Regions from separate parts of the Mus musculus genome. Here all the other regions are linked to region 3. The links are chromatin contacts, called in public ChIA-PET, HiChIP or PLAC-seq, Micro-C and promoter capture Hi-C maps. All regions are on one chromosome and are shown on one strand. The core of a region is the stretch at or near the end of the contact, and the rest is flanking DNA. Distances in the headings are between cores, read along the strand shown. Region 1 holds the start of Egln1 (egl-9 family hypoxia-inducible factor 1). Region 2 holds the start of Tcf25 (transcription factor 25 (basic helix-loop-helix)). Region 3 holds the start of Taf5l (TATA-box binding protein associated factor 5 like). Region 4 holds the start of Spire2 (spire type actin nucleation factor 2). Region 5 overlaps Capn9 (calpain 9). Region 6 holds the start of 2310022B05Rik (RIKEN cDNA 2310022B05 gene). Region 7 overlaps 2310022B05Rik (RIKEN cDNA 2310022B05 gene).

The links. Promoter capture Hi-C pulls out the DNA fragments that hold promoters and counts their contacts. Hi-C and Micro-C count contacts between places; a contact is called where the count stands out from the background. ChIA-PET counts read pairs in DNA pulled down with a chosen protein or histone mark. HiChIP or PLAC-seq counts read pairs in DNA pulled down with a chosen protein or histone mark. Capture Hi-C pulls out chosen DNA fragments and counts their contacts.
Region 1: a contact with region 3 is called in a Micro-C map of embryonic stem cells, with 6 times the contacts expected there. The contact joins the promoter of Egln1 here to the promoter of Taf5l in region 3. A contact is called at or near these places in 12 of 39 promoter capture datasets (the C10 cell line, the HPC-7 cell line, cranial neural crest and 8 more), 3 of 484 Hi-C or Micro-C datasets (CD4 T cells and embryonic stem cells), 5 of 115 datasets of contacts at active chromatin or transcription factors (astrocytes, embryonic stem cells, extraembryonic endoderm stem cells and 1 more) and 1 of 9 other capture datasets (pancreatic islet).
Region 2: a contact with region 3 is called in an RNA polymerase II ChIA-PET map of memory CD8 T cells, with 7 read pairs. The contact joins the promoter of Tcf25 here to the promoter of Taf5l in region 3. A contact is called at or near these places in 2 of 115 datasets of contacts at active chromatin or transcription factors (memory CD8 T cells and stem cell-derived neural progenitor cells).
Region 4: a contact with region 3 is called in a promoter capture Hi-C map of adipose tissue. The contact joins the promoter of Spire2 here to the promoter of Taf5l in region 3. A contact is called at or near these places in 2 of 39 promoter capture datasets (embryonic stem cells and hippocampal neurons) and 1 of 9 other capture datasets (adipose tissue).
Region 5: an H3K27ac HiChIP or PLAC-seq map of embryonic stem cells shows a contact between it and region 3, with 2.4 times the contacts expected there. The contact joins the enhancer-like site here to the promoter of Taf5l in region 3. A contact is called at or near these places in 5 of 39 promoter capture datasets (the 3T3-L1 cell line, 3T3-L1-derived adipocytes, hippocampal neurons and 2 more) and 3 of 115 datasets of contacts at active chromatin or transcription factors (astrocytes, embryonic stem cells and large pre-B cells).
Region 6: a contact with region 3 is called in a promoter capture Hi-C map of second pharyngeal arch cranial neural crest. The contact joins the promoter of 2310022B05Rik here to the promoter of Taf5l in region 3. A contact is called at or near these places in 11 of 39 promoter capture datasets (cranial neural crest, embryonic stem cells, frontonasal cranial neural crest and 6 more), 4 of 115 datasets of contacts at active chromatin or transcription factors (astrocytes, extraembryonic endoderm stem cells, large pre-B cells and 1 more) and 2 of 9 other capture datasets (adipose tissue and liver).
Region 7: a promoter capture Hi-C map of hippocampal neurons shows a contact between it and region 3, with 2.4 times the contacts expected there. The contact joins the enhancer-like site here to the promoter of Taf5l in region 3. A contact is called at or near these places in 4 of 39 promoter capture datasets (embryonic stem cells, hippocampal neurons, pre-B cells and 1 more), 1 of 115 datasets of contacts at active chromatin or transcription factors (embryonic stem cells) and 1 of 9 other capture datasets (adipose tissue).

Annotation. Positions count from the first base shown.
Region 1 is chr8:124,947,835-124,951,297 of GRCm38.p6, forward strand. It overlaps Egln1 (egl-9 family hypoxia-inducible factor 1), which reads right to left and starts at 1,420. Exons shown (of 5, transcript NM_053207.2): 1 at 399-1,420. The coding sequence starts at 1,220. It overlaps Gm46060 (a long non-coding RNA gene), which reads right to left and starts at 391. Exons shown (of 2, transcript XR_001778719.2): 1 at 1-391.
Region 2 is chr8:123,371,374-123,375,026 of GRCm38.p6, forward strand. It overlaps Tcf25 (transcription factor 25 (basic helix-loop-helix)), which reads left to right and starts at 2,338. Exons shown (of 18, transcript NM_001037878.4): 1 at 2,338-2,691. The coding sequence starts at 2,500.
Region 3 is chr8:124,020,118-124,023,868 of GRCm38.p6, forward strand. Taf5l (TATA-box binding protein associated factor 5 like) reads right to left here and starts at 1,280. Exons shown (of 5, transcript NM_133966.3): 1 at 1,072-1,280. It overlaps Urb2 (URB2 ribosome biogenesis 2 homolog (S. cerevisiae)), which reads left to right and starts at 1,380. Exons shown (of 10, transcript NM_001368414.1): 1 at 1,380-1,409; 2 at 3,343-3,481. The coding sequence starts at 3,356. Mir1967 (microRNA 1967) reads left to right here and starts at 2,524; the gene lies at 2,524-2,605.
Region 4 is chr8:123,330,892-123,334,422 of GRCm38.p6, forward strand. Spire2 (spire type actin nucleation factor 2) reads left to right here and starts at 1,822. Exons shown (of 15, transcript NM_172287.2): 1 at 1,822-2,129. The coding sequence starts at 1,874.
Region 5 is chr8:124,616,138-124,619,740 of GRCm38.p6, forward strand. It overlaps Capn9 (calpain 9), which reads left to right. Exons shown (of 20, transcript NM_023709.4): 18 at 16-132; 19 at 1,296-1,354; 20 at 2,345-2,594. The coding sequence ends at 2,371. Among named protein-coding and RNA genes, the nearest start is that of Capn9, 42 kb to the left of the region's middle. Within about 2 kb of position 1,639, at least 110 of the 459 cell types and tissues checked have an H3K27ac peak or open chromatin away from gene starts, as enhancers often do. A contact at or near this core is called in hippocampal neurons, where this site is marked.
Region 6 is chr8:124,661,677-124,664,972 of GRCm38.p6, forward strand. 2310022B05Rik (RIKEN cDNA 2310022B05 gene) reads right to left here and starts at 1,693. Exons shown (of 4, transcript NM_175149.4): 1 at 1,172-1,693. The coding sequence starts at 1,507.
Region 7 is chr8:124,641,954-124,645,550 of GRCm38.p6, forward strand. The region is part of intron 2 of 2310022B05Rik (RIKEN cDNA 2310022B05 gene); the gene reads right to left. Among named protein-coding and RNA genes, the nearest start is that of 2310022B05Rik, 20 kb to the right of the region's middle. RefSeq lists an enhancer at 959-3,597. Within about 2 kb of position 2,093, at least 166 of the 459 cell types and tissues checked have an H3K27ac peak or open chromatin away from gene starts, as enhancers often do. A contact at or near this core is called in adipose tissue and hippocampal neurons, where this site is marked.

The DNA.
Region 1 (3,463 bases), core at 170-2,669, 930 kb after region 3:
CGGGGGAGGGGAGCAGGCCGCCAAGCTTTTCCTGAATACAGGGAGTTTTCCGACCACAGGCTTTTAAATGAACCTTTCTGGGGGCAGCTGACAGAGTCCTAGCTAAACACAGTGTCTGGCTCTCAATCAGAGCCGGGTGCGCGCTAAAAACCGCGGGGCTTTTAACTAGCTCAGGCACACAGGCAAGATAAGATGCATCACCCAGACCCGGTGTAGCTGGTACCCCAACGACCCCCACGAGTGACCAGGGCTCCGGCAGGCTCTGCACTGTGCACTGTGGCAGACAGTACAAGGACAAAAGGAGCCACGCTAAGACAGAGCGCCGGGCCCCGGGTCTGCGGGGGCGGGGGGTGGTCCTCACAGACCCTCCTCCGGTCGCAAGAGCCCCAGCCACTTACTTTCGTTCGGCCGTTTATCCTGTAGTTGCCCAGCTTCCCGCTGCAGTGGCGGATCAGGTCGTCCATGCTGCTCATGAGCAGGCCGATGGTTTCGCAGCCGGGCTCTTTGCCCTCGATCCAGGTGATCTGGTCCCCCCGGATGTCCTTGGAAGAGTCACTCTTCTGGCTGACCAGCTGCCCGTCCGTGAACTTGCCGGTGTCGTGCAGGGCGCGCACCTCATCGCCGATCTGCTGCCCGGTCTCCCTGCCCAGGAAGTCGTCCACCACGCAGATGCCGTGCTTGTTCATGCACGGCACGATGTACTCCAGAGCCAGCTTCAACGCGGGCAACGGCTTGGTCTGCCCGTTGGGCCGCAGCCCTCCACCGGGACTCAGCGCCTCCCCGGGGCCGCCACCCGCTGGGCACAGGCTGGCGCGCTCGGGGCCCGGAGACCGGCTAAGCGGAGGATCCTCGGAGCCGGGCTCTGCTGGGCCGGGGCCGCTCCGGGCCTGCGCCGCGTCCTCCGGGCCCGGTACGCGCGAGGCCGCCGCGCTGTCCCCGCGCCGGGCCGCCCCGCCGGCGCGCGCGGCTCCGGGGGCCCCACCGGGCGGGGGCGCGACGCGGGGCTGCGCCGGCGCGGGCTGCGCGCGGGGGGCCTCGCCGCCCTGGCACACCAGCTTGTGCTTCTTCCAGTCCTGGCGCTGGTGCTCTTTGCAGCAGTAGAAGGAGCTGCGGCAGCGGCCGCAGCGCAGCAGGTTCTCCATCTTCCCGCACAGCTCGCAGTACTGCCGGTCGCGCTCGCTGGCGCTCAGCACGCCGGGCCCGCCGCTGTCACTGGCCATGGCCGCGGCAGGGCGGGCCGCGGGCCGGGAGCGGGGCGGCGGCGGGGCCGTCGGGGCGCCCGCCCGGGGCCGCCGCCCGCTGCGGGAGGCCGCGCGCGCCCTGGCCTCGCCTGCCTTGCCCGGGGCCGCCTAGCGCCGCATCGCGCCGGAGAGAGCGCGGCCTGCGCGGCGCACAGCGCCCTGGGCGGGCGGGCCCAGCCGGCTGCGTCGGGGCGGGCGGGCAGGGCGCGGGCCTGCGGGCGCCACTCGCTCCGCGCGCGCTGCACGTACACCACGGCCCCGGCGACCCGGCGCGCGGGCGGAGAGGGCGGGGGCCGCGCGCACGCGGCGGGCCGGGCCTAGCGGGCGGGCGCGCCGCTTCCTCCGCCCTCCCCTCCTCCTCGCGGCTCCGCCCGGGGCGCGCGTCGCCGGCCTGCGCGCGCGCAGCTCCACCTGCCTGTCCGGGCCCGCCGGCAGCGCTCCGGGGCTGCCTCGGCCACCTCGGTCCCGCGGAGGAGGAAACGGAAGCTCAGACGGCCGCTGGGCCGCTCCAAGCTCCGGGACGGCCGCTGCGCGCTCCCGGTCTGCTGCTCCCCGGAGGCCGCGGAGGGCACAACAAAGGCCCCCCGGGCAGCCTGCTCCGGGACCGGCTCCTGCAGTCGCCGGGCCTGGTTCTGGCTTTGCTTTGTTTTTGCTTTTCTGCGGTCCTTAAACTCTTGAGATTTCTCCCGGTTCCGGTTCGAGACCTCTGGGTTAAGTAAGGTAATCAGGGCTCGGTTCCAGATCCGCATTCAGGCCTGAAGCTCTCAAGAGCATAGTCCGTGAACGAAGCTGCACAGGGAGTTAAAGTCTCACATTAGAATCTGCCAATAGTGTCTGCAGAATTATGAGGATTATTACGGGCTTTCTTTGTTGTCTTGAGACGCAGCCCGGTAGTCCTCGGAAGTAGATTCTCCTACCTCTTCTGGTCAGTGGTAAGGTGATTAGCGTGAGCCCTCTTTGCCAACTCAGTTATCTGCATTTTGTTTGATTTCAGTGTTGTAAATTGAGACGAACACACTAGTTGCTGTTTCTTTGTTTTTATGAAACCTTCAAACCTCATAGAGCTTGGCACGGTGGTAAACGGCTTTAATGCTGGCACTCAGAGGCAGGAAGATCATTGTGAGATTGGGGCCAGCCTGGGCTACAAAGTGAGTTCCAGGATCAAACGCACTTGCACACACAGCTCAGAGAAACAAACCAGAGACTGTCGGTTCCACGTGTGATTTGTAGTAAGTAACTAGTGGGGCCGGGGCAAGGAGAATGACGGGTATATTTGGAGCTGCAGAGAGGGAAGCAAGAGCTGTACAGGTTGAGGACCAACCTGCTCTATGTGGTGGGTTCTGGGACAGCCAGGGCTACGGAGTTCGACATGGTCATACAGCCTCCAAAACAGAAGGACCTCCCTAGGTGCAAACATTTGTCATAATGTACACACACGGTCGTATACTTGAGTGTAGCCATTGGGACAGACAGCCGAGAATTTAAAATTGCTGTTTGGATGCCAGGGGGAACACAGAAACGGGAATTGTTAGCTCTGCCATTTGAATGAAGTTGCAAGCAAACAACTCCGAAATGTAAGAGCGACAACATTTACACGCATACACTTTGAGAATAATCTTGAAGCTGAACATGGTGGTAGCACACGTCTGTAGTGCCAGCTCTTGGGAGATGGAGACTGAGTTCATCTTTGCTTACACAGAGGCCACCCCTGACTACATGAGCTCCTTCCCAGTGCAAAAATACAAAGCCATTTTGATCTGGGGGTGTAGTTCAGGGGTACAGTGCTTGCTTGCTGTATGCAAAGCCCTCAGTTCATTTCCCGGGACCAAAGAAAATATTTTTCTGAAATGCATACATTGAATGCAGGAAGCAGGCTGGGCCTGTGGCTCATTTAGCTCTTTGCTGGAAGCCTAGAGTCCTAACCTTGATCCCCAGGAACCTCCCCCCACAACCTCCCCCCCCACACAAGTAAGTAGATATAAGTAGAATCAGATAGTTCTTCGGCCTCTTTTTTGCTAGAGTACATACACTTTTTTTTTTTTTAACTGTTTGTAAAAGGAACTTGTCTTGGCAGGAAGCAACAAGCAGGGAATTTGTTACAATTCTTTTACATTTACTTGCTTGTACTTATTAAAATTGCCCACATAGTCAAAGGACTCTAATTTTTTTTATTACAGCTTATTGGTTTAGGGTGTATGTGTACATAATGTGGGCATGTACAA
Region 2 (3,653 bases), core at 1,088-3,587, 650 kb before region 3:
GCTGGTCTTTTCTAAACAGTGGGTTGCATGTCAGCCCACTGAGCTAGCCTCAGCCTCATCCATCGGGACGATGCCAAATACAGTGGTTAGAACTGAGATTTTCAGAAGGACCAGATCTGCAGCAGTTTGGGGAGACACATTTGGAGCTAGTGGTTCAGGGAAGATCAACTCCATCCTTCAGGGTCCATGACTTGTGTCTCAGGAGAGGCAGTTCTAGACTGAGACCTCCCACTTTATTCAAAGGTAAGGCTACTGACCTGTGTAAGCTGGCCACAGCTCTGTGTGTGTGTGTGTGTGTGTGTGTGTGTTTTCAAGACAGGGTTTCTCTGTATAGCCCTGGCTGTAGACCAGGCTGGCCTCGAACTCAGAAATCCATCTGCCTCTGCCTCCCAAGTGCTGGGATTAAAGGCGTGCGCCACCACTGCCCAGCCTGGCCACAGCTCTTGATCACGGATGGCACAGAAGCCAGCCTGGTCCTGAACAGTCAGGGCGGCAGCATTGAGCCTGATGCGGAAGAAGCTGCAACTTTAACAGTGCGCAGGGAAGAGGGTTGGGGGGATGGGCACCTTGGGACAGCAGCTGTGAACCATCAACTTTGAAGTACCTAAAGATACTTCATAGTGTGGGCAGAGGGCTCAGCATCCAACCCAGGGACGAACCAAGACTCCTGGGGGAGGCAGGGTGGAGTGGAGCACACGGACAGTGGGACAGGGGGCTCACACAAGAGCAGGAACTAAGGGATTGCTGCCCTGCCTGCCTTCTCTGTCCTTGCCAACCGCCTACATTGTTTGGACTTTGGGAGTCACATGAATGCAAAACCGGGTTCTCTCTGGGAAACTTAGCTCATTAAGGCGTCTTCACCTGTAAAAGGAGATCTATCTCCCAAAATGAAGCTGGAATTTAAGATAAGTGACTGATTGCTTCTCAGCCTTTTGGCTAAGATCAAGTAAGAGCAGTGACTGGCCTAGCCCTCTCCTGCTCTCAAGCTGGGGAAAGGTCCAACCCAACCCCAGCTCATTTTACTTTGGAGGTACTCAATCCTGACTCGTCTAGGAAAGTTTTCCAAAAGTATAAAAATTGGGGCGTAGACATGAAGTAGCTCTGTAATTCCAGCCCTTCAGAACAGGATTTCCATAGCTTCACGGGTAGCCAGCGTTACAGGGCAAGATCTTGGTTTGGGTGGTGTACTGGCTAGTTTTGTGTCAACTTGACACAGGCTGGAGTTATCACAGTGAAAGGAGTCAATTGAGGAAATGCCTCCATGAGATCCAGCTGTAAGGCATTTTCTCAATTAGTGACTAAGGGGTGAGGGCCCATTGTGGGTGGTGCCATACCTGGGCTTGGGTTCTATAAGAAAACAAGCTGAGCAAGCCTCCATGGCCTCTGCATCAGCTCCTGCTTCCTGGCCTGCTTAGTCCCAGTCCTGACTTCCTTTCGTGATGAACAGCAGTGTGTATGTAGTGTAAGCTGAATAAACCCTTTCCACCCCAACTTGCTTCTTGGTCATGATATTTTGTCCAGGAATAGAAACCCTAAGACAGGTGGTGTTTTTGTTTTGTTTTAAAAAAAGGTCGGTTGTTGTTGCACACACTTTTGGTCACAACACCTGGGAGGCAGAGGCCAGCATGGTCTGCAAAGCGAGTCCCAGGACAGTCAAGGGTACACAGAGAAACTCTGTCTCAAAAAACAAAAACAAAAAGAACATGGAAAAAGAAAAGATCTGTGCCGAGGATCCCTATGTCCTTATTGTGAAAATCTTCCTGAATTAGAATACACATAGGTAGGGCTGCCGTGACTTCACACCACGGATCCACACCTAGGCAGCTCTCCCCTCACCCAATACCCCTGTAACATGACCACCCCTGTTGCGTTCGCGACAATAAAAAGCAAGCCCTAACACCTAACTCGGCTCGGTGCACGTTGTGGAGAGGAGTTACCCAGTCTGAAAGAAGTTAGGTTGGTTCTATTAAGGTGAAAACTGTCCCTTTGCAGTCTAGTAACAACGTGGAGGTGGGGGACATCGGACAAGTCGCATGGGTAGGCTAGCAGAGAGGGGTTGGGGACTGGGTCCCTCGCTCCTGTCATAGCAGAGGTCTTTGCACACGGGCCTTGCGGCGTGCGCACCTGCTCTCACGGCCTCCTCGCCTGCCCCACCCCTGCCCGCTCGCCCCCAGGCTCGCCCCCGGGAATCGCGTTCGTGCGGAGCAGCGCTCTGAGCCTGCGCGTTGCTGCCCGCCGCACAGCCGGCTTTCTGAAAGCCAGCCATCTCCAAAGCCGAAGCACCGCACCACGGCCGCCGCTAGGGCCCGACTCTCGCGAGAGCTCCCTGGGCCACCCTTGCACCTTCCCCGACTCCACGGGGAATTGGGAGGAAGTTCCGGAGAGCCGCGGCGCGCAAACGCGACACGCCAATCTTGCGCCAGCGCGCCGCAAGTGCGCAGGCGCCGCCACACTGCTGCTCTTCCTCGTCCCTCTGCCCACATCAGGCTGTCGGGTCCTATGTCGCGCCGGGCCCTCCGGAGACTGAGGGGGGAACAGCGCGGCCAGGAACCCCTAGGGCCCGACGCCTTGAAGTTTGTCCTCCTTGATGACGATGACGCAGAGGAAGAGGGACCAAAACCGGGGCTGGGTGGCCGGCGCCCCGGGGGTGCAGGGAAGGAAGGAGTCCGTGTCAACAACCGGTTTGAGCTGGTGAGGAGCTGGGCAACCTGAGGGGGGGGAAATGGTGGGGGCATGACGTCATGCGAAGGGGCACAAAGTTGGGTCTGGACTGCAGTCGAGTGGGCGGAGAGAAGGGACTGCGCCGCATCGGGGAAGGCGGGTCTTCAGCCGCAGGGTGGGTGGGGTGAGGAAGCCGTGTTCCCCGTCCGAGATCGAGTGGAAGGTGGAAGAAAATGCCGAGCGAAGGGGCTGCTAAAGGCTAACGGGGGTGCCGACAAGGGGCTGAGTGACAGGACTTTGCTGCAGCATAGGGCGTGTCTCGCGGCTGTGTCCAGAGACGTGACGTGACGCAGGGCAGGACGGGGCAGTGACGTCAGAGTGGGCGGGGCGTGACATCCGAGACAGCTAAGGGGGAGGGGCACTGTGGATGGCGAGTGGGAGGTGGGGTTCAGTTGGGTCTAGGCTTCACTGAAGGAGTAGGGTTGTTCTGTCCGGGGCAATGGGATGGTAGGGTAGGCTTGGTTTCATTTCTGCGACTTGAGGGAGGTCTCTCTTCTGCAAACATTTCGGCTTATTCATCACAGTACTTCTGTGTGTCCCAGCTACTTGTACCTATCGTATCGTATTCCTCGCAGCAGAAAATTGGGTAGCAGTCCTGAGCCCCGTGTTTTTCCTTACGACAGACTGACCTGGGTCTGCAGTTTCATATGTGTATAAATTATGATTCTGACTTCATGTGTGGGCAGATAATATGTCTTTTCCTCGTATCTCCAACTTCCACATATGGTAAGGTGTCAGTGGCCATTTTCGAGTGAGTAAAAAGATGTAATGTGTCTGAGACTCTCAGTCTTGCAGTGAATTGTCTCAGCTAGCTGGGACACACGGAAGTACTGGGTCTTCCTCAAGTCGCAGATATGAAACCATGTCTATCCTACTGTTGCAGCACCCAAGACAGCACTACCCCCAGTTGTCCCCAGCTTTTTATCAGTTAG
Region 3 (3,751 bases), core at 30-2,529:
CGTCACACAAGGTCAAGCTAAAACAAGTCAGAAAAGAAGCAAAGCCCCTTCTTTTGTCCCCAGATGTTGTTCATAGATTGTGACAGAGTAACAAAAAGAATAACCAGTTACTAAGTAGTCAGAAGAGGTTTTTGCCTCTCTTCAGTGACAGAAGTACACACAAATCTCACAGTTGGAAGACTGTCCCAAAACACACGAACCAAATTTATTTATTACTGATGGCAAATACTGAAGGCACAAACTGACATTTTGGGTTTTCTGATTTAATATTCGCTTTATAGTTCATAAAACAAGGCTCTCATATGTGTATGTGTGTGTGTATGCACGTGTATTTAGACCAAGTCTCACTCTGTGGTTTAGACTGGTGCAGAACTCACTTCGTACACCAGGATGGCCAACAATTCGCAGCAATCTTTCTGCCTCAGCCTACAGAGTGTGGGGATTACGGAGTGCGCCACCACTACCAGCAGAGTCTGGGCTTAAATTACCCTCCCATTTTACAGGAGAAGAAACCGAGGCAGCAAGCTCGCCTGCTACACGGCTTGCAACTCTAAGTCTCTGCGGTCACCAACTCCATCCGTGACACTCAGCCCCAGGTTACAGCCAAAAAGTCTGTAACCTGGAGAAAGGCAGACTCCCTTCCTACTTCACTTTCTAATAGGGCGGGTCGGACTGGACGGGACTCCCGGCAGAGCCCCGAGGCTATCCTCCACCTGCCGGTCCCGGCGAAGGGGAAAACTCACCTCTCGACGCCGGAGCCACAGCGCCTGCGAGGTCCGCGGGGCCGCGTCTCCCCGCGGCAGCCGCGAGCCCTCCGTCCGCTGCCCACTTCCGCCGAGCGCCCTCGTGAGCTCGCAGTTGGCTCCGCGCGAGGGCGCCCGGCGGGGCCGCGGGGTCTCCGGGCGCGTGCAGCCGGGGCCGCCACGTGCGGGGTCGCTCGGACCCGCGCGCGCGCGAGCAGGGCCGGGACTGCGCAGGGGCGGGCGCGCGCGCGCGCGCTCTCCCGCCCGAGGCCCCTCCCCCGCGTCCCCTCCCCCCCCCCGCCCTGTCCCGCGCCCCGCCCGCACTCACTGAACATCCCAGGCGGCTCCCGCTGCCCCGCCGCCGCCCCGGCACCGGCTGCTTCCGTATCGGTTGCCCGCCGTAGGACTCCGTACGACGACCGGCTAGCCGGGTCCCCGCGCCCTACGTCCTCCCGCGCTCGCGGTTCTCGGTGGCCGCCCCATGACCGCCTGACGGAGCGGGCACGCCGGGCTAGGCCGCGGACGCGCGACGCCGCCGCGGCCAGGGCGCGCTCGGCGCTCCTCTAGCGATGTCTGCGTGACGCCCCTCCCCGCCCCGAGCCGTTGGCGTCAACGTCTGCCGGAAGCGCCTCCCTCACATGTGGCTCGCCGCCGTGGAGGTCCCAGGTGAGCGGACGGTTGGAGAGTTTGGGTTTCCTCTGCGCCGAGGCGCCAGTTTGGCGGATGCGGACACCAGTCCTAACAGGAGGGAACCGGCTGGAGAGCCGGGATCGGAGGAGCCTCTGCCCGAGGGAGTTCCCGCTATGGAACCCTGCTTGAGGTTCTGAACTGCTTTACCCCGAACTGAAGGAGCTCCACTTGAGAGAACCTTGATCTGAGGGAGACCCACGTTAGAGAGCACCCCGATCTCCTACACGGAGCTCGGACTCGAGGGAGCCCCGATCCAGGTAGTAGGATTTGAAGGTATCATGATAAACTAGAACCACCACCTCCTCCTCCTCCTCCTCCTCCACCACCACCACCACCACCACCACCACCACCACCACCACCACCAAAACCAAACTTTTTATTTGTATGGGTGTTTTATGTACACCCGCAGAGGATAAAAGAGGGGCGTTCCTCTAGAACTGGAGTGGTGGTTGTGAGCCAAGATGTGGGATATTGGGACTCGAACCTGGGTTCTCTGGAACAGCAGTAAGTAATCCTAACCACGGAGTCATCTTTCCAGCCCCCTAGAACATTGATTCTCAACCTTCCTAATCCTGCAACCCTTTGTTCATGTTGTGGTGACACGCCCCCCCCCCCCCCGCCATGAAGTTATTTTGTTGCTATATTATAATTGCAATTTTCCTACTGTTGGAAGCATAATGTGAATAAATACCTGGTTTGCAATCTTGTGGGCGTGTGACCCGCAGGTGGAAAAACCCTGCCCTAAACCCTTCCCGAGGTAGTCAGAGGGCGAGGACAGGAAGGGAGGCCTCTCAGTTCTGAAGGCCTGTAGTAAGCTTTCCAAAGTGCACAGTCTCTTGCCTCAACACAGCAGCGTGGTGAATGTTCTGTCAGGGTTTAAGCTAAGTTGTTTACCATAATGGAAACAAACTTTATGACTTTTAAAAACTCAAAAGGTTTAGCTGGGTTTCATAGCAAGTGTAGGTTGTTAATGTATCCTTTCCTTTGTTACTTGGGATTTTAAAGATTGTATATGGTTTTTGTCTACTGTAGCTGTGTGTGACGAGTTACTGTTACAGTAGAAGTAAGAGCATTTTTATTGAAATTAATGCCTGAATTCTGTTTCTTTCTCTCTTTGCTCCTTTTGTCTGACATTCATGAGGATCCTGGGGAGAAGATGCAGAATTCCCTGGAAATTGACTTACAGATCGTTGTGGGTGCTAGGAACTGGACTCGGGCTCTCTACAGGAGTCACAAGTGTTCTTTACTGCTGAGCCGTTTCCTCAGCCACATCACCTAATTTCTTTTTCACTTCAAGAAGCATTATTTTCTTCAAGTACTGTATTGCTTGCTTTTTTGCTTATTTAATAGTGCTACTCCTGTTACACAACACAGTTTTGAAGCTGTGCTAAACCATCTCTTTCGATCTTAAATCATGAATGGTGACTGTCATCCTGTGAGTGATTTACACACTTTGATTTCTCCTTATTGAATTCCTGTATTCTCTAAGTGTGATCACAGCAGGAGTACTTATAATCTATTGTCTACCTGCTTTTGATGAAAGCCAGTTTCAAATTAACTATATATTTGACACAACATCTTACCATGTATCCTAGGCTGGCCTCTGCTTCCTAATTGTACCCAATAAGGTATATAGGGAGGGGTTGGAGAGGTGGCTCAAAGTTAGGAGTACAGCTGCTCTCAGAGAGGACCTGGGCTCAGTTCCCAGTACCTCCATGGCGCCTAACTCATGACTATCTGTACTCTAGTCTCCAAGACTCTAATGCCCTCTTTGACCTTCTTGGACTCCTGAGTGCATATACTCAGGCACATATACATAAAAAATTTTCTTTTTAAAAGATACTGTCCATTTTCTGGTGTCTGTTCAGTTAGGCCTTATTATAATACTATTTTCCTTTTTTAATTGTAGAAGACGTGTAGCAATGGCTGCTGTTTATTCTGGTATTTCCTTTAAACTTAAAAGCAAGACAACTTCCTGGGAAGATAAACTAAAATTAGCTCACTTTGCTTGGATTTCCCATCAGTGCTTTCTACCAAATAAAGAACAAGTAAGTTTAACGTAGAACTTGTACGTTTTATGATCTAAAATAATTTCATGTACAGCTTGGATATTAACATTTAAAAGATTAGAAGACATGTTGGGGAGAAAACTTGATTTGCAGTCACTGTCAGTGAAGAAGCAGTGGGGCTTTTGGATTGCTAGGCGGGAAGTTGAGAAGTTGGAAAGTGCTAGTCTGAGGGCAAGCTAGAAGCAGGTAGGTACCAGTTATGATGTTCTATTGGGATTTCTTAAGTTGCTGTGGCTAAAAAGTAGGCAG
Region 4 (3,531 bases), core at 572-3,071, 690 kb before region 3:
CCGGGTCACCGCACAGCGCGTGGGTGGCTCACTCCTTAATTGAGTTGTGATTCCAGGTTCTGAGCTAGTTACATCTCTCCATGGCCTCTGCATCCGCTCCTATTTCCTGTCTTGTGTGAGTTCCAGTCCTGACTTCCTTTGGTGATGAACAGCAATGTGGAAGTGGAAGTCAAATAAACCCTTTCCTCCCCAGCTTGCTTCTTGGTCAGGATGTTTGTGCAGGAATAGAAACCCTGGCTAAGATACCACCCATTAGAATTACAGAAATAGCTCTCTTACCTCTTATTCTCTTGCTCTTACTCCCTTGCTCCCCCTTTCTCTGCTTTCCCTTCCCCTCTCTCCACGTGGTCATAGCCAGCCTCTACTTCTCTACTCTCTCCCTCTCTCTGCCTTTCTACAATAAACACCTTAAAACCATTAAAAGAAAGAAAGAAAGAAAGAAAGAAAGAAAGAGGAGAAGAGAAGAAAAGAAAAAAGAGAAAAAAGGGGAAAGAAAAGAAAAGAAAAGAAAAGAAAAAGAAACACAGAAACCATTCTATGAGCCGGCCAACCAGAAACACCCTGGCCTCATCAGTGGGCGCTGTCAGCACACACTTGGTACTGTGTGACTCAGACTTTCCTTAAACTACTTGGATACAGGCTCTCATTCCTAACATAAGCAAGGAATGAGTTTCCTTGTGGGAGGTTCCTACTGTTCCTTCCCTACTGAGGTAGCCCTTGAAGTTTCTGAGGATTAGGGAAGAAGAGCCAGAGTTCCAGGTTGTCTGCACAATGTATCCTGAGCAGAGAGAACCTTCCCTTTCATTTCCTCTTCTCCAGTGTCCTTTGGTTCCGCTTAAATCTGTTGTGTCTCATAAGCTTGAGAACTGGTTGAAGGATGTCACACTCGCCCAGATATTGATTATAAACACTTTCAGGCAAAATTCATTTGTATCCTTTCTTTCCAATTGAAGACTAAGAATCCAGAGGAGATTGTCAGCCAGCCCTACACCAAGTCTCTCTCTTACAATTATGTCCCAGCCTTGTGCTTCCTAGGCGATAGTTCTACCGCAAAGCAAAGCCCGAGACCAACTGCCTTGTTATCATTTATCTCCCAGCTGTGTCTTCTCGCTCTGTTCTTCTCAACCGTCGTAAAGATGGCTGAAACTACTTTCAACAAAGCTGTGTGCTGTGCTTAGCTTGTTAACACTTTTGATGTGCCTTGGAATGAAGGCAACACACTCTGAGAATGAGGTGTTGTGTTAGCTCGGTCACATTGTTTGTCACTAAGACACTAAGGGTTTGAAGCTGATCCTTTCGAGCAGAAAAAAAGGACCATTTATGAAGTACTTCATCCCTGAAGGCTTGCATCATCTTTGAGCCAATCACACTATAGCGACCTCCTAAGGTCCAGGCCTTCCACAAAGACCATCACAGGCACTGTCTGCTTTAAAGAGCCAGAGCCAAGGGAGCGCGTGTACGTGTGCCTCTGTGTGTGTGTGTGTGTGTGTTCGTGTGCAAGGTCCCCATCATGCTTAACCCCACCCCTCTTCAGTCAGCTTTTCCTCCTCGCACCCCCAACCGGTTTCTAACAAACCTTAGTCCTCTCTTGTCCTGCACCCTCCCTCTCCGGCTGCCCCTCCTAGCTCTGCCCCTCCCCCTGGCTCGCCCCTCCCTACCGGTCTTCCCTTCCCTCCCCGCCCGGCCCCGCCTCTTTGACCATTAGCCTCCTCCTCCTCCATCAGCCCCCGCCCTCACCTGCATCTGCCCGCGAGGGGCGGGGCCGGAATGACAAAGCACACGGGCGGCGCGGGACCCGCCCCCTCGCTCGGCGGTGCGTCGCCCCGCTGTTATGGAGACCCGCCGCGCGCGCGGGCGGCGATGATGGGCGGCCATGGCCCGGGCGGGCGGCGGCGGCGCAGCAGCTCCCGAACGCGCGGGGGGCGCGGCGCGGCCCGAGCCGTGGGAGCTGTCCCTGGAGGAAGTGCTGAAGGTGTACGAGCAGCCCATCAACGAGGAGCAGGCCTGGGCGGTGTGCTTCCAGGGCTGCCGCGGGCTGCGGGGCGAGCCGGGCGGCGTGCGGCGCATCCGGGACACGGCAGACATCCTCCTGCGTAGGGACGGTTCGGTTGGCGCGCGGCTGGAGCCCGGTAAGGCGCACCGGAGTGGGTGGGGGTGTGGCCGGCGCGGCGGGCGAGCGGGCGGCCGCTGAGGGCACCCCGGTGCCAAGTGACGGGGCCTCGACCTTTCTCACATCAGCGCCCAGATAGCGCTCTACCGGACCGGGAAGGCCCCACCCTGCCCTCTGGATCTGGGACTCCTTGTCTTCCCTTCGACCTAGGAGAACCCCACAATCACACACACACACACACACACACACACACACGCAGTCTGGGATAACCCTACCAACAGCCCACTATCACACACACACACACACACACACACACACACACACACGCAGTCTGGGATAACCCTACCAACAGCCCATCGTTCTTGATGAGAAGCGGCCGGTTGGCTGCTCGCGCCCAGGGACGCTTTCCCCAGGGGAGAGTGGCTTTGGTTAAAAGCCGGAGTATCTTACGGTCAAGTCCTGAATTTCGGAAGCCTCTCCTTTAGTCAGTTCCCTTTAAGATGGTTTGGGGGAGTCTGCAGTCCTCTGGCCTTGCTCTGGCAGGGCCTGTGGGTGTTCCCGTGAAACTGGTACTCCCCTCTGGCGACACTGCAGACCTTGAGGCTACTTAGAGATGTGTGCCTTTTTCTAGGGGTAGGGAGAGCAGGAGTAATGTGCCTTGTTCTGAGTCTGTACTGAATTAATACTAATTTTTTGAGTTTAATTGTAAATGTAAGCAGAGTGTATAACCTGTGATTTAAAAAAAAAACCAAAACTTAAACAGTGAGAACCAACAATTGAGCTTTTGAAAGATTATTGTAGTCTATTCAGAGCGTTGAGTTCAGGCTCCTGTCTACTGTTCCGCCTCACTTTCCCCCTGGAGAACTGTAGTTCTAGTATGGGGCATACAGTGATAGTACCCCAAAAGTTGATACCCGGTTGGGAGCACAAAGGCAGGCTGTGTGTTTGCTGAGGGAAGGCTGGCCTCCCTCCAACCCCGAGAGCTGTGGGCTTGCAGAAATTCTCTCAGGCAGGCATCTGCGGGGGACTAGGAATGATAAGCAAGGCCAAAGAGAAGCAAAGGACAACAGCTGCCTCTGGAGCAGGAAGGGCCCATTGTGCGCACAGAGGAGCCGCCACCGTGGCTTTCCCAGGCTTCTCAGCCTATACCCATTTCCTCCCTCCCTCCACACCCCTGCCTGACACTTCCAAGCTGTTAAATTTTGCACAAAAGCCCCGATATATTGCACAGGGAAATAATAAACACAACACCCAGGTAGGCTGAGGTTTAACCTTGGCCAGTGCGCTCAGAAAGTGGCATGATTTGCATAAACCCTGCTGGGCTCCCTCTTCCAAGGCTGGCCTGAAGGGGCAGGTGCACCACCATCAACTCTTCACAGCCTTAACACTCCTGTGGCTCTGGCCGCCTCACAAGGCTATTC
Region 5 (3,603 bases), core at 389-2,888, 600 kb after region 3:
CCTGTGTCTCCTCAGGCTTTCAGCTGGGTGGCCATCTCCTGCAGCTGATTGTCCTCAGGTATGCAGATGAGGACCTCCAGCTGGATTTCGATGACTACCTCAACTGCCTGGTGCGGCTGGAGAATGCAAGCCGTGAGTACGCATGGGACCCCTGAGTGTACAGGCGAGCTGAGAGTGTGCAGGGGAGCCCTGAGTGTGCATGTGAGTCCTGAGTGTACAAGGGAGCCCTGAGTGTACAGGGAGCCAAGAGAGTCCTTGGACCCTTGGGAGCACAGAGTGCCCAGCTCAGGGTCTCCAGTCACCATCTATGAATACATAAGAAACAACCTGGGGGGAAAAAGGCAGATCTAGGACATGGAGGGCCACCGTGGATGTCTGTGCAGACACTATGCCCTGTGGTCAGCTGAGAGACAGAATAAGGTCCTGTGGTTACACACCTACAGGCTGTGAAGGGCTGTGAGTGGACAGGTTTCACACCTCCTACTGAGGAAAAGTCAAGTCCCCTCACAAAACCCAAAATGAGAAGTCTCTGCCCCTCGCTTGTTCTCCCCTGAAAGCCCCAGACACAGACCCAGTCGTTTAAGCAGGGTCTGCTGTACAGGAAAGATGGAAGGCTTGTGTGCAGGTGCTCTACACAGGAGATTCATGGACACACTCTCTCCCAAAATAGCCCCCAAGGGTGGCCAAATGCATCCAGGGCAGCTCAGCCATCCATTGTCCCTTCAGCTGCAAACGAACATGTCCCAGTATCTTGTGGTTTTATAATGCACATGCATTTTACACACCTGCACAGCCATGGGATGCCCAGTACACACCTAGAAATTTTACACACCTGCACAGCCATGGAATGCCCAGTTCATAGTGAAGTGTCCCCAGTGGGATGACAGGATGTTGTCACTATTGCTTGGGGCACTTAGCATCCAAGCAGGTCCATGCTACATTCATATTCTCTCTTTCTCTCTCTCTCTCTCTCTCTCTCTCTCTCTCTCTCTCGCTCTCGCTCTCGCTCTCGCTCTCGCTCTCGCTCTCGCTCTGGGAAAGCCCCTCCTCCACCTTGCTAATCAAGGTTTGGCTGTATCTCTTCTGGAGGTAGGAATCTGAGGTTCAAATTAGACAGTCCCTTCTCAGATCACCCTGGCTAGGAATTGAATCCTTTCGATCGTCTCCACCCCACCATGCAGGGAATCTGATCTCCACTAGAGGGAGCAGCTACCCACAGATTTCCCAGTGGTCCAGGAGCCCTTAAACCTGCCCAGGGGTCTGGCTCTACTGTGACGCTGCCTCCCTCCCAACAGGGGTGTTCCAATCTCTCAGTGTGAAGAACAAGGACTTCATCCATCTCAACATAAACGAGGTATGGCCAAGCAGACCCCGGCCAGGGCGCAGCAGAGTATGAACACGCTAAGTGGATCCCCCAGGCAGGACGAGCGAGCACTCGCCGTGGGCAATTACTCAGTGCAGAGGCCGGTGTTTGTCCTTTTGGCAGTCAGCATAATTAGCGCTATAATCCTGTGAGCTGTGGGTGTCTTCATTGCCCTAGTGTCTGCTCATGTGAGCCCCAAGAAAGAGGGTGTGGAGTAAACAACGTTCCACATAAACACGAGCAAGCCTGGTGAGAGGAAGGGAGAAATGAGAAGCTTCCAGCTGCTTCCGCAGCCTGGCAGCTCGCTTGCTCACAAGGAGCCTGAGCTACCACCCTGCCTCCCTTCCCTTCAGCTCCACTATGGTAGAGGGCCATCTTTCTCTGGAAAGGTGGGTCACCAAACTCACACTACCCTGCCCAAGATGTCTCTGTGAGGCTTCCCCTTCAACAGGAACAAAACACATCTTATCCCTTTGTCCTATCCGCCCTCTACTGAAAGTGCACTTAGCCTTTTTCAAGGTTTATCTGACTGGGGAGATGGGCACAAGCAGAAGGGCCCACGTTTGAACCCTACGACCCGTGTAAAAAGCCAAGTCTGGCGGCATGTATCTGCAATTCCAGCGCTGTGTGGGGGCTGAGGCAGGTGGATCTCTGAAGCTCACTGGCCAGCCAGTGTGGTCATGGACAATTAGTACCTACAGGTTCAGTGAGAGACTTTTTCTCGAAATAGAAGATGGGGAGAGAAATGCCTGGTCTGCACCCACATACACGTATGCATGCATACATAAAATAATTATACATGCGACACACCCAGCAATCTGTTTTAATTTAAATTTTAAATAAATGGTTTCATGTTGAGTCAGAAGGCCAAATTTGTGCAAGATGACCGACCAGCAAGAGTTCTTGCGACATAATACAAACAGAAGCCACTCCTCAGTTGCTAGGCTGGATTTCTAAAGCCTCATCTCTCTTTACTTCCAGTTCATCAGCCTGACCATGAACATCTGAGGTTGCTCTGACCCGATGCCGTCTGCCCCTCTGATACTCAGCTTCTGGATCATGAACCTCGAAACTTTTTTTTAGAGGGCTGCCCCGCCCACTGCTCTCTCTCCTCCCGGCCTCACACCACCCTCCTCCCCTCTCCATAGTGAGTTAGAAGAATCTAAAGGGATTGGCTGAGTTCTCTGATTCTGTGGAACTTCTTATAAAATCATTGCTCTACAAGAACCTACGGTACCATCTGTGTCTGTGTGCTCAGGCCTGGGGTTGCTGTGTGCTCCTCCCGCCCCCGCACCTCCCCCGCGCCCCCCCCCCCAACTGGTCATTCAATGTTCCAGTACCCAGAGTCCTGGCTCCAATCATGCTATTAAGACACACACACATGATGCTTTTCTTTATTTTCTTTATTCAAGGGGAGGTTAGTGAAAATGTTTATCTCAGAATGAGAGAGCAGAGCCTGATGATGCTGAGGGTCTAAAGTGTTATGGGGTAACGTGGAAATTATTCTGATGTACTACTTGGGGAGACTGATGGCAGTACTGTGTGTGTGTGTGTGTGTGTGTGTGTGTGTGTGTGTGTGTGTGTTGGAGGACAACCACAGGTATCCATTCCTCAGGTACTATCCACCTTGCTTTTTAAATATATATTTTTTTTGTTTGTTTGTTTGTTATGGATGGTTGTGAGCCACCATGTGGTTGCTGGGATTTGAACTCAGGACCTTTGGAAGAGCAGTCAGTGCTCTTATCCGCTGAGCCATCTCTCCAGCCCCCTTAAATATATTTTAATTATTATATTTTGAACCGCTTGCATACATGTTTAACCGTGTGTAGGTGCACGTGAATATGGTTTCTCTCAGAAGTCAGAAGAGAATGTCAGATCCCTGTAGCTCTTGTGAGCTGTGTGACATGTGCTAAAAACTGAACTCAGACTCTCCGCAAGAACAGTATGGGCTCTGTTCTTACCTGCCGAGCCATCTCTCCAGCCGCTCCACCTTGGGGTTCTGTTTGTTTGGTTTTTTGGTGTGTGTGTGTTTTATTTATTTTTTAAAGATTTATTTATTTTACATATATGAGGACACTGTAGCTGTCTTCAGGCACACCAGAAGAAGGCATCGGATCCCATTACAGATGGTTGTGAGCCACCATGTGGTTGCTGGGAGTTGAACTCAGGACCTCTGGAAGAGCAATCGGTGCTCTTAACCGCTGAGCCATCTCTCCAGCCCCATGTGTTTTATTTTTGCA
Region 6 (3,296 bases), core at 443-2,942, 640 kb after region 3:
TGGCTCCAACATGGCTTGGCTTTTTGATATACTCAGGGCGAGTGACATCCAGTGACATCCAGTCTCCAGCATCTGTTAAGTGCGGACAGGGCGGCTTCCTCTCAGATTTATTTACCTAAGACACTGCCAAAGAGGAACTGCCTGCCTACTCATCACCCGGATCCAAGCACGAACTCCGTCCACGTCTTTATGGAGGTGCATATTTTTCACAATGAAATGCCTCAGCTCCAGGAATATATTTTAAGACTTATATTTTCATCTCCCACCACACCCTTGTTTTTCCTGGCAAAGCCCACAAGAGTTTCAAATGGGATGGGGAGCAGAAGGCAGTGTTGGCGGATAGCTAGCTCTCTGCCTTCACAATTCCCTGGCAGGAAAGTGGGTTCGTGACCACAAGCGTTCTGTAGTAACAAACACTGACGGATACCTGGCCTGAAAAAACCTGATTGAAATCTCATCCTTAACTGGTATTCCCTCCGCCTGGCACAACTTCTCCAACAGAAAAACAACAGCAGCAACAACAACAACAAAACTCTCCTAGCTTCTCCTCCCTGCCTCCACCTAAATGGACGTTCAGAACTCTAGCTGCTACCGATTTTGTCCTCCAAAACAAAGTTGAGTCCCTGAGGTACCAAGTCCATACTCTGGTGGCACAAAGGGCTTCAGGGAAACCATCTCTTGGTAAACCACCAGGTTTCTGAATAGTGCAGACTCCTGGGCCTCAAGAGCAAGGTCAGCCGGGAGCAATTCTAAGTAGTTATTTTCTCTTCCCCCAGTGTCTAGAGCCCAGGCTAGATAATCAGGCTTGCTGGAGGCATCTAAACTTACTCTGTGTTTGGGTGGGAACCGGGGCTCACATGTCAAACCCAAACACACTCTCTCCATTGTAGTCTACCAGGGACGTACCCCAGGGCAGCGGTGCCTGGCAGTCCCACCTTCCCCACTGAGGTCCTTATACTTAACACATGCCGGCCACTGAGTGATCAGGAACTATAGACATTTTTCCTGTTTCACATCAGAAAACTGAGGCTGTACGTCGTACACTCATCCAGGCTCGCTGGTTTCCTCTCTACTGTTCCCACTTTGTCTTTAAAGGTCCCTTCTCCGGGAGATTTCTGAACTCCCCCTCGCCGGCCACTCCGCCCTGGGTGGCCCGTCCCGCCGCACCCACCTCGTCGCCGAAGCGCACCAGCTTCTGGCCCGTGGGCCCGCGCAGGCCAGGGAAGCGCGCCGGGTCCCGCACGTCCCCCGCATCGGCGGCGGCCGCCGGGGCGCGAGGCCCCACCAGGCAGCGGTCGATGATTTCGTCCTGCTGCGCGGGCGGCAGCCGCGCCCACTCGGGCCCGTACTTCTCCCGGATCTTCTCCTTGTCCTGCATGATCTTCCTGGCCATGGGGCTCAGCGATGAGAAGTAGGTGAAGCGCTTCCGCTCCCGGTCGTCCAGCGGCCGGTTCCCGCTCATGACGGCCGAACGCGAGGCCGCGATCGCCGCCGCCATCGACGCCATACCCGGCCCGCGCGTCCCGGTCGGAGCGCCGCCTCCCGGTCCGCCCGCGCCCCGCCCCGGGGCTCCGCCTCCGTCTCCTCCCGGAGCGCCGTCCCTACCCCACCCGCTGAGCCCTCCTCCTCCGCCCCTGGCTGAGCACCGCCCCCAGACCTTCCCGGGACACCCTTCGTACGGGCCGCCTACGCCCCATCTGGTACCGGTCGGGACCACTAATCGTCCCTGAGCCCGGTCGGCACTTGAAGCCCCGCCTCCATCTGGAGCCCCGCCCCCACTGGAGCCCCGCCCCCGAGCTCCTCCTGTTATGGCCCTTCAATTTCTCCTCCATAGGACGCTTTCCGGGACCCTAGGGCATCTCTGGGGCTGCTACAGAGTCCCCCATACAAGCGCCGCCGAGATTGGAGATGACCACAGGGGTTAACTCAGGGCGAAGACCGCCATGGCGCCACGTGGCACTGATGACAAAGGAAACTTCCTCCTGCACGTGCCCAACCTGGCTTTCAATCATCCTCTCTCCTTTGCGCTCTCAGGCATTCATTGCTTTTTCAGGTTTGCGCTCTGTTCGCTGGGCGATCCACCACACTGAGCCGGGGGCTAGGCTAGGGCACTGACCCACCAGTTGTCAACCAGGAGGTTGGATTCCCGCCCGTGGAACTTCTTCTAAGCCTGGCATGGAAGCATCAGCGTGGGATACTAGCACTGTTTTGGCCTAGGCGGGAGACTCACGGCAAATTCAAGGCCAACCTGGGTTATATGGTACCATTATCCCCACAGAAAGAAAGACCCCTGCTAAAAGCATGCAGTGTGAGCGAAGTACCCCCTCTCAGAAGAGCTACACACCAAGGCCTCTTCAAACCCTCAAAGCCCTTGCTTTCTGATGCTTGCCACTGTGAGGCAGCAGTACACACACACACACACACACACACACACACACACACACACAGACACACACACACCAGTCTATTAAATCTCAGGACTCTGTCTTTAAAAATCACTCTTTAAAAAAAAATCCTAAGCAGGAATTAAAGAACTCTAGTCAGCAGCAGACGCTGGTCAGCGTAAGGAGCCTGTATTCCATCAGTTTAAGTGAGGGGACAACCCAAAAGCTTAAACTTCCAAAAATGGCCAAGCTAATCCTGGAATCTCAGAAATCATAAGAACTCCGGGAGGTTTGCTGACTACAAACAAACTGAAGAGGATGGAAAGTTCCCACAGGGAAGCAGATGTATCCCCAAAGGGGTCAGGCTTGCTGCTGAGACCACACGATTAAAGTTTAAGACAGGGCTGTGGGATGTTTGTGGCCCCATCCCACTCCCTGATTTTCACAAGACTAACAGGTCTCAGGTAAGCATGGTGTCCTATTCTGAAAAGCAACTAAATACCAACCGTGGCTTAGTTGTCTCTAAAGTAGCCCTTGTCTAACACTAAAGGCAAGTGCAGAAATAACTTGAATTCCCTGATATAAATGGAATGTCACAAATGTGTCAGGCTCTAATAAAATATATCACCACTGTCTTAGTTATGGTTTCCATTGCTACAACAAAACACCATGAGCAAAAAGCAAGTTGTGGAGTAGAGGGTTCATTCAGTTTACACTTCCCAATCGCTGTTCATCACCAAAGGAAGTCAGGATAGGAACTCCCACAGGGCAGGAACTTGGAGGCAGGAGCTGATGCAGAGGCCATGTTGGGGTGCTGCTTACTGGCTTGCTTCCCCTGGCTTGCTCAGCTTGCTTTCTTATAGAACCCAGGACCACCAGCCCAGGGATGGCACCACCCACCATGGGCTGGGC
Region 7 (3,597 bases), core at 843-3,342, 620 kb after region 3:
GTGTGGAAGTGGCCCAGGACTCAGGGGTGGGGTTGACTTTGATCTGGAAATTGTGGAGGAAGGCTCACAACCCAAAAGCAGGTTGACACACCCATGCTTTTTTTTTTGCCCCCCCCCCCCCCCACTGAGATCTGGGATCTTTGCTTAGAGGACTGTGGATTGCAAAGCCAAGTGTTGACGGACAGGCGGGCGGGCGGGCAGGCGGGCGGATACTGAGGAGAGAACCAGGACTGGAGTCTGAGGTTGTGCCACTGCCTAAATGACATCTGTTCCCATCATCTTCGGGGTTGGAGTGTGATCAGGTGAACTTGGACGGGGTGTGTTGCCAGGTGGAGGTAACTACCTGCCTTGGGAACTTTGGAGGCAAACACAAGAAAACATGGTGGTGCAAGCCACCTTCAATTCCAGCACTCAGGAGGCAGAGGCAGACACATCTCTCTGTGAATTGGAGGCCAGTCTGGTCTCTGTATGAGTTCCAAGACAGCCAGAGCTACATAACAGAGAGACCTTGTCTCAAAAAAAAAAAAAAAAAAGTAAAGAGAAGAAAAGAGAAAGGGCAGGTACAGTGCACTCAAGAGGTGGAGACAAAAGGATTGAAGTAGGTTTGACACTAATCTGGGCTACATAGAAGTTACCAGGCCAACAAGCCACAGCAACACCCTGTACCCCCCAAAAAAAACAGCAAGAAGGGGGGCACTAGGGAGAGGAGGAGGAAGAGGAGGAGGAGGAAAGGAGAGGAGGAGGAAGGGGAGGAGGGAGAAGAGAAAGGAGGAAGGGGAGGAGGAGGAAGGGGAGGAGGAGGAAGGGATAGGAGGCAGCAGATCCTAACCCATCTGCCCCCTCCCTTTCTCGATCCTTAACTTTGCACATAAAGTGTGACTAGTCTCCTCTAACAAGCCCATCTCCTCCTCCTTGCTCCTCCAAAAGAAGAGAAGGTATTCAAATACTATCTGGTAGCTGGTCAGGAGGAGGGGAAAAGTTGTTCCCTGTCCCTGTCTATGTTGGTTCAGCTGATGAACCAAAGAATGGGCTCCACAAGGTCACGAGTGACCCCAAGTCCCCATTCTGGGGGTTTCCATCATGGCTTGCTGGAAACTGACTCTACAGCTGTCTCTCACAGCTACTGACACAACCGGATAATTCCAGGCTCACAGAAGATGAAGAGGGCAGAGCTTTGGCAGACCCAAGCCCCCTCCCTAGACGCTGTGAAAGCGTATGGAACCCATGGGAAGCATCACAGATTCAGCCCTGGGGGCCAGAGGAAGTGCCCAGAGGTGTACCCATAGCCCAGCTCCCCTATTCCAGGCTCAGTCTGCCCACAGGTCCACGAAGAGGAAACAGGCACTAAATCCCCAGGGTGCTGAGCAAGGTAAGAAAGAACCCAGCTCCTGGTGGAAGGCCTCAGGCTAACTACAACCACACCCACACCTCAACTCCTGACACAGAAGTTAGCTGACTTCACACCACAGACTTGGGGAGAACGGTACAGAAATCTCAGTTGACTGAACACGTGTTAAGTATGTGGCACCATGGGAAACTCTCCACGGAAATGACGTGAGGAACAGATTCACTATTCCTTTCTCATTACAGAAGAGCCACCGTGGCAGCTCACCCGACTTTTCCAGACAGCACTGGTTTTGAAGGCCAGACCAGGCCACTTCCCCCTGGGGCCCACATAGACCAAGGTGAAAACAGGAAGACCATACGTGCCACGGACAAGCTTTTCCAAACATGTCTTCTTCAGGAATGGGAAGGAGGTATGGCCTGCTTTCAGTGCCCAGGCTGCTGAGCCAGCCCTGCTGAAGGACACTATATAGACGATGATTGGGAGGGACAGAGGCCACTAGGTCATGGTCATGGCATGGGCTGCAGGAAGAGAGTCGGGGCTCAACTGACTGCCTTCTGTGATTTTGGAGGCAGAAACAGAAGAAGAAGACAAGAATCTGCTCAGCCTCTGGCAGTACCCGCCTGCTCTCCACGCCCAGGGCTCCTGACTTCCCTACAACCTGGTCAGTCAGCCCATGTGGGGAACCGGGGACTCAGCTGGCTCTATCCATTCTAAAAACAGCAAGACCACGACAGAGCCCAGCGTCTATTTTTATGACCCACTCACTGGAGAAGAATGTGTGATATTCAGCAAAGGGGGGCGGGGAGTGCATGCCGCTAAAAAGGACTGTTTGGCTTGGCAGCTGCTGGCAAAGCTAAACTCAAGACAAAGGCTGCGGGCACACAGTCGGAATCTGAACAACTCCCCAGCAGCCCGCCATACGCTAAGCATGTGTTCCTCTCTCCTGCCCTCCAAGGAGAAGGGGGAGGAGAGTGCCTTGAAAGCTTTAAGAATCGCAAAATTAGCAAAGGGACACCTTAGAGGAATGAGCCAGCCCCAGCACGCAGCCTGAGACACAGCTGGGCAGTGCCTTGACTCCATCCACCTCACATCCAAGGCACTTGTCCAGAGTAGGAGCAGAATCACACCCCCCCTTCTTTAGAAGCCCCGAGGTGGGCAAATACTCACCTGCCAGTCAGGCTCCAGGGCAGCAAAAACTCAGTGTCATCATAAGACCCAGGAAGTGGCAGGCAGGGAGGAGCCGAGGCATATGTAGAAGAAGTCAATGCTACGGACAGGAGTCTTAGCCCTCAGGCGTGTGACAAGGACACAGACATATACAAGTCCCTCAAGAGAATGGGTAGTATTGTGTTGGGAGCACAACTTAGGCAGAGAACTTCCCTGCTCGTTTTCCCCTGCCTTGGCTACTCCTTTCGAATGGATGGACGTTCCGAGATGCCATACCACATGCCCAGCGCAGCCCCCACATGAGTGTGACTGGGACAGTCAGAAATGGTGGGGCTAGAAATAAGATATATACAGCAGCTGCAGTTGGGGTAGAGGTCTTCAAGAAAAGGTGGGTGGAATCCAGCAAGGTAAGGAAGGAGACAGGGATGCAGCGAGAGGGCCGAGGGTTTCAGAGAGACCTCTAGGATAAGGTGTCCCGGGGGCAGCATGAACTAAAGGAACTTCATAATATTCTAACACAAGGAAAACATGGAAGGGTCTAGGGCAGAAGGCCACAAGCCGAGGTCTAAGTTTCTAGGGGGAGGGAGTGTTAGGACAGCTCAGAGGGAAAGAGAGTGGGGCAAGGGAGGAAGGAGGGAGGCCAACCATCAAGCAGAGGAAGAGGACTTTGTGAGGAAGAAACATGGGCCCCAGCCGTGTAAGAGTTGTGATGGGATTGGGTGCAGCCTATGGGGCCCCTCAAAACCTGACAATGAGGAGGTGCAAGGGAGGCCATGGCTTAAACCAAGTAGCCCCTTCGTCCTCCACAGGCAGTGACACCTATGAGCCACAGCCATTGGGTACTCCATTCTCCAGCCAGGTGGTTGTGTGACCTGCTCACTGAAGGCGAGATCAGGAAGGAGAAGTTCAGATGAGCATGTGAGTTGTAGGGGAGGGCCTGGTCTGGAGGATGGAGGATGGAGGATGTCCTGGCGTGTGGAAGGATGAGCACTGCGCACACACTGGTGCTTCTTCCTCTGGGGCAAAGCCTGGAAATCAATAATCTCCCCCCATCCTCTTTGGGACCTCAGACAGGAAGCTAA